2 separate regions of the Zea mays genome follow, and region 1 is linked to region 2. A link is a contact called in public Hi-C data. All regions are on one chromosome and are shown on one strand. The core of a region is the stretch at or near the end of the contact, and the rest is flanking DNA. Distances in the headings are between cores, read along the strand shown.

The links. A called contact is a pair of places that touch in the nucleus more often than the background predicts.
Region 1: a contact with region 2 is called in a Hi-C map of tassel, with 7 times the contacts expected there. The contact joins the enhancer-like site here to the promoter of LOC100279404 in region 2. A contact is called at or near these places in 5 of 25 Hi-C or Micro-C datasets (ear, endosperm, leaf and 1 more).

Annotation. Positions count from the first base shown.
Region 1 is chr10:5,474,832-5,480,277 of Zm-B73-REFERENCE-NAM-5.0, forward strand. No RefSeq gene overlaps it. Among protein-coding and RNA genes, the nearest start is that of LOC541946, 42 kb to the right of the region's middle. Within about 2 kb of position 2,525, at least 17 of the 20 cell types and tissues checked have an H3K27ac peak or open chromatin away from gene starts, as enhancers often do. A contact at or near this core is called in ear, endosperm, leaf and 1 more, where this site is marked.
Region 2 is chr10:5,361,881-5,367,467 of Zm-B73-REFERENCE-NAM-5.0, forward strand. It overlaps LOC100279404, which reads right to left and starts at 2,461. Exons shown (of 5, transcript NM_001152416.1): 1 at 1,425-2,461. The coding sequence starts at 1,873. LOC103642277 (calmodulin-binding transcription activator 1) reads left to right here and starts at 5,204. Exons shown (of 2, transcript XM_020546122.3): 1 at 5,204-5,288; 2 at 5,420-5,587. The coding sequence starts at 5,232.

The DNA of each region.
Region 1 (5,446 bases), core at 1,275-3,774, 110 kb after region 2:
CGTTGAGGAGGCCACAAAGGCCGGGTCTCTTTCAACCCTTCCCTCTCTCAAACGGTCCCTCGGACCGAGTGAGCTTTCTTTTCTCAATCACTTGGAACACAAAGTTCCTACAAGGATCACCACAAGATTGGTGTCTCTTGCCTCAATTACAAGTGAGTTTGATTGCAATGAAAGAATCAAGAAAGCACGATTGCAAAAGCCAAGCGACAAGAGCGACAAATAACACACGGATCACTTTCTCTCTCAAGCCACTAATCACTAATGATCTCTTTTCTCAATTGTGAAACTTGGAGAGATGGAGGCTTTGAATGTGTCTTGGAATGGGTTGCTAGCTCTTGTATTGAATGTTGAAGGTTGGAATGCTTGGATGTTGTGAATGGAGGTGGTTGGGGTGGTATTTATAGCCACCAACCACTTCCTAGCCGTTGGGCCTTTCTGCTGAGCGCGGACGGTCCGCCCTCCTGGTGCGGACGGTCCGCCCCTGTAGATCAACGGCTGAAAATGCAACGGTCAGCAGTAACGGCTATATTGCATTTAATGCGTCGTCAGATGTCAGACAGAGCCAGTCGCGGACGGTCCGGTCGTGCACCCCGGACGGTCCGCGAGGCCCCCTATAATTCATTTCTCCGAACCCGTTACCTTCGGGTTTTTCGGTTTCTTACCGACCGGACGGTCCGCGCCTGAGGCCGGACGGTCCGCGCGAGGGCTCGGACGGTCTTTGCTTTTCCTTCGGACAGTCCGTAGTGGAAACTTGTGTTTTTGTATTGGTTCTGTCCGAGGGGTATCCCGATGTCGCGGACGGTCCGCCGCAAGAGCCCGGACGGTCCGCGCTTGGCCTATTTTTCCAAAAAGCTTCTCCTATCCGGAATAATCTACGGTATTCCGGACAGTCGAATTAGTATAGTTGTAGATGAACCTTTGGCACCTGTAGAACGTATAATCTAGAGCAAACTAGTTAGTTCATCAATTTGTGTTTGGCAATTCAACCACCAAAATAATTTAGGAACTAGGTGTAAGCCTAATTCCCTTTCACCGACCTCTAAAGGCACAAGCACAGAACTAAACTTCGGTCGAACGAGTAATCGGAGCAAGAGAAGACAGCAGGAAGTCATTTTTTGGACCTTGGATCTTTGGGTTGATTACCTCTAAATCAACCCAAAGATCGGGGGCTTGTGGGGGATAGATATCCCCCGGGTCCACTAAAGGAGTAAAAGACCTCACGAAAGGCCCAAGAGCCCAATAAATCGTAAGGTCATCCTTTCGTGGGCCTGGGGAAAGACGATCAACAAAGCAGAGAAGACGTAAGGCTGGATTGGAGCAAACCCGGACGGCCCACAACGTCGAACAAGTAAATCCCAACGGAGACCCGATTTTCCCGCGCTGAAGCCCCCATGCAATGGAGCCATGCGAGGATAAGTCGGCGAGGGTTACGTAGGGATAAACTCAAGAGGTTCACTACCTTTCAGCTACTTGTTGTTATCATATCCACGTGTACTGCCCCACGGTCGAGTATATAAGGCCTAGGGGGCACCCCTTCAGAACGATCGACCCTATTTTACTTAGCCACCCACGTAAACTCTCTGTGCCTTCAATCCAGAGAGCCCTCTTGTAACCACACTCGAATACTCATCAGGACGTAGGGTGTTACGCATCTCTAAGCGGCCCGAACCTGCAAATCTTGTCCACTGTCCCTCGTGCGATCGGCACGAACCATTTTGCTACAGTCGTTGACACCGTCCTACTCCTAAAAACACCTTGAGGGGTAACCCCGGGTGTGCGGTCGGACCCAAAACACCGACAATATGTCCATGTGTATCATTATGCAAACTATATTTTTATACTAATTTAATAGGGTGTATGTGTTTTTATGAATGTGACACAATGGTTCGGGTAGTTCAGGAATACCCGAACCCGAACCCGTACCCGAAATTTCGAGTATTGCAAAACCCGTTGTAATTTCGGGTATCGATTCTCAAAACCCGAAATTTTAAAAACCCGAATTACCCGACCCGAAATTTTCGGGTAACCCGAACGCCCACCCATTACCATCGTATTGCACCAATCATTTATGATCGTCTTTAGTGGGATGGTGTATCCTCATCTATCCTTGTGTGTGCCACATCAAGCGATTATTTTAACATTTGGAGTTTAAAAATTCAAAAAAAAACCATAAAATCTACTTTATAAATTATATTTTATTTGTGAATCATTTGTGTTTTATGTTTAAGTTATGTAATTGTAGTCATAAATTATGTATTTTTATTATTGTGCTCTAGTTATGTAATTTTTAATTGATGTTATGAATTATGTAATTTCATTCGTGTAGTTACATAACCATGTGTATTTGAATTTTAAGAAAACGTAGTGTTTCGTGTTAAATAAAGGTCTATAAAATAAAAAAATGTTGGGACGAACCCACCAAAGCTAACCTATGTGCGAGACTATCAGTTCCGACCGGGCCTCATCCACGGCGGCCGCGCACGATCGACGCCGGAACGCGCCAACGCCGGCTCATCTCGAATTGCACCGGTGGACACGCAGCTGTAGGATACCGAGGGGGCCTGGGGAGGCTGAGCAGGCCTTCGGGCCAGCGCCGCCTAGCGGAAGAAAGAAATACGGGCTACAAACGGGCCAAGAACAAATGTGCTACAAGATTTCTGAAAAAATTATGTAAAATCCAGAGATGTAAGGGCGGGCCAAGAACGAATGGGCTACAAAATTTCTGAAAGATTTATGTAAAATCTAGAAATATAAGCGAAAGGCTACAAACGGGCCAAGAACGAATGGGCTACAGCTACAATGATCAGATACGGAGTCTAGCAAAATACTAGTTTGATCCTCACTAATTAATCAGTCCGTTTGCTAACTTGCTTAATTTTCTCAAATGTGTATTTCGAAAGGACATGTATACACCCAATTGATTTCCGTTACAGGTACATGAGCTTTATTTGGCAAGACCATGTCCAAAAGACTTGCATGGAAGAGGTTTAAATGGCATACACAGGGTTAAGGAATGTAAACTAACTAATAACTTGAGATAAATTTTAAACCTTGGATACCTTGTACTCACTCCATTCCATTTTATAATTCGTTTGAATTTTTACTCTAAATTTGACCGACTCATCTTGTTAAAAAAAATTTCATAACTATTATTAATTTTTACCGTGACATCGTTTACCACATAATATAGTTTAAATATAGCTTTGCATTTTCTATTTTTTTCTAAAAAATTGAATAAGATGAGTCGATCAAACTTAAAAAAAACCAAACAAATTATAAATTGGAACTGAGGGGCATTCAGTTCTTACGGAGTATATATAATAAACCTGGAAAGTCTTTTGCAGCCCTTGAAAGAAACAAAAATTGTCCTACATATGAGGTTTGTTTACCTAATAACATGTTCTTTTCAATTAGCTTTCTCATATTTTTCGTGATCAGGTACAATCTTCTAAAATTTTCTCTACACGTTTATTTCAAAGAATGATACATCACTTCACTCGGTTGTGGGCACGACGCTGCGAACTTTTCTGTTGTTTTTGCAGCGATTATTTCAGTATTTTGTGCTGTGATGCCGGTGACTCTGTGACACCACTGTGTCCAAAGTTGGTTTGTCTGTTTGTTCCACAGACAAGCTTTGTGTGATACCCTCATACACTTGGCCCGCTAGATCCACAGCTCACCATGCATATCGTTTGTTGGTTTCCTCCAAACACAAAGGAACGTACGATGTCCACACATCGCGACTACGGCGGGTACGTAGCACCACTGGGTAAGCATTCAACCAAGCATATTTTAATGCTATTCGGTCCAGATTCTTTTGGCAAGGAGGACATCATAAAAAGAAATATAGACTAGCCAAATGGAAAATCATTTGTCAACCTAAAGAGATAGGTGGGCTGGGAGTCGCCAATCTTGACATAAAGAACATTTGTTTACTCAGCAAATGGCTTTTTAAATTACTCAATGGAGATGGTGTGTGGCAACATCTATTAAGAAACAAATACTTGAGAGACAAATCCCTAACACAAGATGTTAGAAAACCGGGTGATTCTCATTTCTAGGCCGGTCTAATGAACGTCAAGGACAAATTCCTCAAGTGGGGATATTTTAAGGTGGGGAACGAACAAGCAACAAGATTCTGGAAAGATAAATGGCTTAATAATTCTCCTCTTAGTGAGCAATTCCTAAACCTTTTTAATATAGTACGCAATAAGACCTCGCTGGTTGCAGAAGTGTTGTCACGTGAAAATCTAAATCTTTCTTTCCGGAGATCCATTGTTGGAATTAAGCTTGTAGAATGGCAGACCATGATATACTTACTGGCTACGGTTAATCTGACTCCGGTGAGGGACACTTTCGTGTGGACAGCTCATAGGAATGGGACTTTCTCAACCAGATCCATGTATTATAATTTAATTAGTATCCCCAATTATAATCGTGGATGTTTGCTTTGGAAGTTGAAATTACCCCTTAAGATTAAGATTTTCCTTTGGTATCTAGGTAGGGGGCTAATCCTAACCAAAGACAACTTAGCCAAACGTAGATGGCGAGGAAGTCCGAAGTACAGTTTTTGTAATCAAAACGAGAACATACAACATCTTTTCTTTGATTGCTACATAGCTAAAACTGTTTGGAGAATTATTTATTTTACTTTAAAAATAGACCCACCCGTTAATATTAATCATATTATAGGGGACTGGGAATCCAACAAAGGTTGTATGCATAAAAAGCTACTTCTTTCTGGCGTTGCAGCTTTGTTTTGGTCGATTTGGCTTTGGCGTAATGATGTGGTGTTTAATCATAACCATATACCATCAATTATACAGGTGATTTTCAGAGGTACACATTGGTTCAGATTTCGGAGACTCCTACAGAAGGAAGAAACACAACAGCAAATCCATATCATGTGTCAGTCTTTGGAGGTGGTGGCCATGGAGGTCTTCGTGAGCCACGGGTGGCGGTCTAATACAAGGATTGACGCGGTTTAGTGTTTGTGTTCTTATATTCCATAGCATGTTTTGAGTTGAAGTTTGTTTGATTCACAAACTGTTGGGATGATGTATTATTTGAGCTATATGGTTGTATGCATGAACATGCAAAAGACCGGAATGATATTTTCATTTCCAAAAAAAAGTGTGCCTCAAGTCGCATGTGTTTTTTTTTATCATTATGCGTTGCGACCTAACAGGGTGGCGTGTTACTTAACTTTATTATAGCTTTTGGAATCTATTTTTTAAAAAATAGTCTTAAATTAATTTACCATCAATTTGCTATAATCATACCCTAATAATCAAAAACGACGTTCACGTTTGTGCTGTCTAATAAGTAGTATCTAGTAGGAGTATGTTAAAGTTTCTCATTGACACGCACTAGTGGGGAAAAAATATACTGACGTGATCTTGTGTGGCGTTATTTGGTAAAATGACACAATCAGGTACTAGTAAGG
Region 2 (5,587 bases), core at 1,211-3,710:
AATCAGCCAATGAACAGGATTTGCCAAAGTAAACTTGTGATGGAAGTAACAATTATGTTTTCATAAAATGCATATTAGCACTGAAAAACGAGAAAAATAGATGTGACTTTCAAGGTTAAGGATATGTTTACATGAACACAAGAACGGTCCTTCAATAATTCAAATTGTAAATGCATATGGTGCCAAGAATATGTCCAATTATCAGGTGATTTTTATTGATCATATATTAGCAATCCTTGAGTTTGAAGATTAGGTGTTAGGTGTTTGTGCCACTTTATCTTCTTTTGGAGCACTAGGCTCCCGTCCTCCTATAAAGGAGAACTAATATAGAACCCCTTTTTAATTCTTTTTAGCCTAATGCTGAAAACCGACACCTTGGAATTCACAATAAGAAATAAGGTACAAGATACCTATGTACTTTTCTTATACTTTGTACCCTGTTCCTATAATAAGTCAGATAGTATAGCAAAGTACAATAGAAATAATAAGGTCTACTATACAAACAATAGATCAAGGAGAATAAAAGATTAAAAACCAAAGTAATTTGCAAGTCTAGTGAAAAAATAACGAATAATCTAATCAAGACAAAATAGGCCATACATAAATCATGGAATCCCTCGCAACTTTTTTATCCTACTAATGACAGATGATGTAACAATCAACTTTATGTACCTAGTTCAATCGGAATAATTCCTAGATGAGGTAAGCAAGTACAACAAAATCATGGATGCTAGAAGAGTGCATCAGAAAAAATGATTGACCAATTATTTGATATAACATGGGGAAAAAACACGCAGAAAATATTTATATGCAAATTGTGGTCCAAAGCATATCCACCATCAGAAGACATGTTCATTTCATCAATACTACAGTTCAAATCCTGCAAAGGCTGCCATAACAAAAACCAACTTCATACTTTATAACATGATTTAGATGGAATTCAAACTCCAGCTAAAGTTTTGCTTTTTCAAAAGTTTATTTCAGATCAAAGCAGCATGGAGGTTGTAAGACTGTGTTCAGCAGTTCATCCATATGGTCACCAAAAATATTGTTTTGCACTGTAGATTCGCAAGGTGGAGTTTGAATATGGGGAAGGATAAGGATCAAAACTATAGTACTGAAACAACCATACCATCAAAATGCAACTATTAACCACCTCCCGTGTCAAGCAAACACCATTTACATTTTACAACTTTCTAACAGAACAGAATCTAATACTTACTATCTGCAACTGTTGGAACCAAAGCACCACATATATTTGGAATTATAAGAAGGGGGGAAAAAAGGTGCAAACACCATCCAAGCGAAAATTTAAATTGGAGCAAACACCATCCATGTTATTGCATAAGTAAACTCTGAAAAGAAAGCCAGATTTTCTGGAAGCGTGAACTCGATAGCAATTTGATGAGGGAGAAGAGACATACCTGGCACTGGGAGCACGGCGGGGCACTTCGGGCTCGAATTCAACGGGCAGGCCTAGGAATCCGTGGAACCTATCGAACGTGACGTGCGCCACGTGCTGCACGTCCGTGGGCAACCCAATCTCCATCCCGCAGCCGCCGTGTTCGCCTTCGCCGCCGCCCACGGTCCTGCACCCGAGCAACGACTTCCGCAGTAGCTCAAAGAGCAGCGCCAAGAAGGACCACCGCTCCTCTTCCTCCTCCGCCGCCTCTTGCCCGCGCAGTTCAAGGAGTCGTCGGCTCCCCGCAGATCCCGCAGTGCGCTCCGGGCTGTCGCTTCCTTGGAGCACGTCGCTGTCGGCATTGGCTAAATACCGCAGCGAAGAGGAGGGGGAGGGGGAGGGGGAGGCGGGGGCGCGGCTTGCGGTGGAAGCGAGGTTGGTCGGGCCCCGGAGGAGCGCCACCTCCGTCATTGCTCCCCTCCTTTCCGAATTCTCACTGGAATTATGAGCTGTGATCTGGTGCGGTGTAGGGCCGATTTGGGGGCGGGGGCGGATTCGGGATGAGTTTTCTTGGAGATTTCGGTGATGGTGGAGCGGGGCCAAATGCACCGAGAAATGATTGGGGATTCTCAGTGGAGTTCTTGGTGCGCCCCCCCTATTTAGGATTTCTGATGCTTGCTTCCCCTTCTTCCGGAGATTGGGATTGTTGGGGCAGGACGGGGACTCGAAGGGGGGAGGAGGATTGGTTGTGGTGGTGCGCGTGGTCCAAATCCACGAATCCAAATCAGAAAGAAAGAAAAAAACAATTGGCGCGTCGAGAAATGGACAACAGAAGGGGGATTTTTTTATTAAAGAAAACTCCGGTAAGGAATCTTTAGAAATAAAAGACGCAAATTTTTAGCAGGGGATGATGAGCTCTCGTCGTGGGGGCGTTTGGTGGAGAATGGATAGGATTTTTGTGGAGGTGGAGTTGGATTGAAGGGAGGGCTTGAGCTGGCGGCGATGGCAGTATGGCACCATCATTCGTCTACTGCTCCTACTCCTCTCCCTTCTCCTTTATGGACACATGGATGCTCGTGCGCACGCTCTCCTCGCTTCTCGTTCACGCGTGCGGGCGTGCGTTCCTTCATCACTGTTCATGCTACACATCATCTCACTCATCAGACTCTGGAAAAAAAAAGTCTAGCCTTTTGATAACCGTCTCGAATTGCCTACGCCACCGGGAGTTTACGTGATGGACATACCAACCATGGCTTTCAGAGTACTCGAGTGATTTAACTGACTGTTAGGTGTTCAGTGTTCTTGTCTCCTTTTGGACCCTACTCAGGCTGTATTTGGTTGCTCCTGCTAAAGTTTAGCTCGGGTCACATCAAGCGTTTGACTTTTAAATAGGAGTATGAAATATAGATCCAACTAACTGAACTAGATTCGTCTCGTCTTTTAATCTTCGGCTGACAAATTAGTTTTATAATCCGACTACATTTAATACCCGGAACGGAGGTTCAAACATTCGATGGGACAGAGGCTAAATTTTAGCGGGGTGTAACCAAACACCCCCTCACTCCCTACAGTTTACGCAGCTTCTGCAAGTTTTGCAGTACAGTCATTATGTGATAATAAAGTAAATAAAAGGATAACTGGGAATGGGAGGCATGGATTATTTTTTTACTGATGTCAAGAAGAAAATTTTTGCTCGAACTAAGGACTAAAAAGGAACTCGGAACGAGCGTTCTCACCTTCCAAATGGCGTCAAAACCGTGAAGTGGAAGGTATTCACCGTACGGTCCATTCTTGTCTCTTTTTTTCGCTCAATTTGCATCGCACAAAAGGTCGTAATTTGGTTCAGCTAAAGAGAAAGGCTCCGTTTGGCAGCTAGGGACGGGCAAAGGTTAAAACTTTATGGCTCCATAACATAATGCTGGGAATGCAATTTTAGCTGTTTTTCGTCTAGATTCTAGACCTTTATCCATTGTGTTGTGTGTGACGTGCAAGATCAAGAAGAGAGATGCCACATGCCATGCCGTTCATCATCTGACGGCGCCATAAGTTTCACACTTCGTCAGGTGTCAGAGACAAGATCTGCTACCGCATTACAGGATAAATATACACAGTATAGTACTCCATTGGTGTATAGGATTCCTTCTGCTGACCACGTGACGTGCATGTGCTCTTCCTTCTCAGTATTGAGCTCACAGCTGACGAGAGGAGGTTCTGGAGTTTAAATTCAGGTTTCAGACCTAAATTACAGCCAACAAGAGCTGATGAAACATTAAACTTTAGGTAAGCCCAATCATTTGACTAAGGGGCTGTTTGGAAGCAGCCAGTTTTTTTAAGAAATTAGTTTAAAAAAAACTAAGACGGTTTCGAACATAATAGTTTATGTTCCAATTTATAGAAACTTTTACAATTCCTTAAAAACCAAGAACCTAGCCTCCCTTACCTAAAATTAGTTTATGAAAACTAAAATTGTTTCAAACACTATAAACTAGTTTTAATTTATAAACCAGTTTATAGAAACAAAAGATACTTACAAGTGCCATAACTGTGATTTGTAATCTTTAGTGATTAGGACATTGGAGAGACACTAGAGAATGTGTGACCTTGTGTTTTCTTGGTGCTCTTGTTGCTTGGTTTTCTTGATCGTGTTTTTCCTCTCTTTCTAAATTCTCGTTGACTTGTAGAGCTAGCAAGAGACAAATAAGTGTGTGGTGATCTTTGTGGGGTCTAAGTGACCCTCGAGATTAAAGAGAAGCATTCAATCGATCTAAGTGACCGCTTGAGAGAGAGAAAGAGTTGAAAGAGATCCGTCCTACGTGGACCCCTCAATGGGGAGTAGTTTATTTGGAACCGAACATCGCGAAACAAATCGTCTATGTCTTTGTGTCAACCTTGCTTTGCGATTGATTATTCCTCTCTCCTCTTTCTAATTCTCTTGCTTGCGATCGATTTGAGTTAACTCCCAAAGTTATCCGCATTAATTGAGTAACTCTAAGCAAGAAGAACTCTACTTCCACACTCCAATTTCATTAATACTCATGCTAATGCTAACCTCAAAAAATGTTTGTGTTTAAAGATTGTAATTTTCAAGTTTCGTCTATTCATCCCAACTAGGCGACTTTCAAAAAACAAGAAATAATTTGTTCCAATTGTGTCCTTTTTTCTAGAACGTATAGACAAACTAGATACAAATCTATACTACTTATTAAGGCGGTAAGGGTAGCCTGCCTTCTCTCGTTCTGCCTTCGGTGAATCTACACCGTCCGTTCGCTTCCGTGAATCCACACCGTTCGCCCGCCCACGCCCGCGTTCGTTCCCCCGCCTCCCCTCCCCCACCCTGCGTGAGCCGCCGCCGCCCCATCCCCATCCGCATCCCCCGCCGTCGCGAATCGTGCGACCTCCGCGCGACCCGACCTGCCCTCTGTCGCGCCCTACGACACCGCCTCCTCGCGCCCAAGCCCATACTCAAAACTCAGCCAAACCCCTCGCATCTTCCCTCCCACCGATGCAATCGCGCCGCCGCCCCCATCCCCCGTCGACGCACCTCCCCGTCGGCCGCCCACCCCCTCGAAGCACCTTCCCGTCGCCCACTTCGCGCGATGTGCCCACCCCCGCCTGTTGCGTCAGCATCCTCCCCGTTCGCGATTGGCTCGAGCGGCACTGATGGAGCGACGACTCCGTTTCCCAGAAGGCGAAAGGCTGATGAGATCGGAAGACGATTCGTGCCGATCGCACACCGGTAGGCGGTGGCGAGCCGCGCGAGATCTCTCGCGTCCTCCCGGTTCGCAGGGACCATGGCGTCCGCGCCGACGCGCACCTCTACAACGCGCTGATGAAGGCGAACGTCGCGGCAGACGACCCCGGGGCCGTCCTCAGGGTGTTCCGGCAGGTTTCAGTTTGATAATTCTTACAGTATTTATGTTTTTCACCTCCATAGACCACAATTTGATAATTCTTGTTTGTTAGTTAGCAGTTTGTAGTACTCATGTCTCTTTCTAGCTAATTATTCTAATGATGCAGGTTTCAGTTACTGGTACATTCTTGGTGAATAAAGAACATGTGGAAAGTCACAGGTGGTCATGTATGTTTGGGGATGTTGAAGTACCAGCTGAGGTTTTGACCGATGGCACGCTACGCTGCTATGCACCAGCACACCAATCAGGAAGAGTTCCATTTTATGTGACCTGT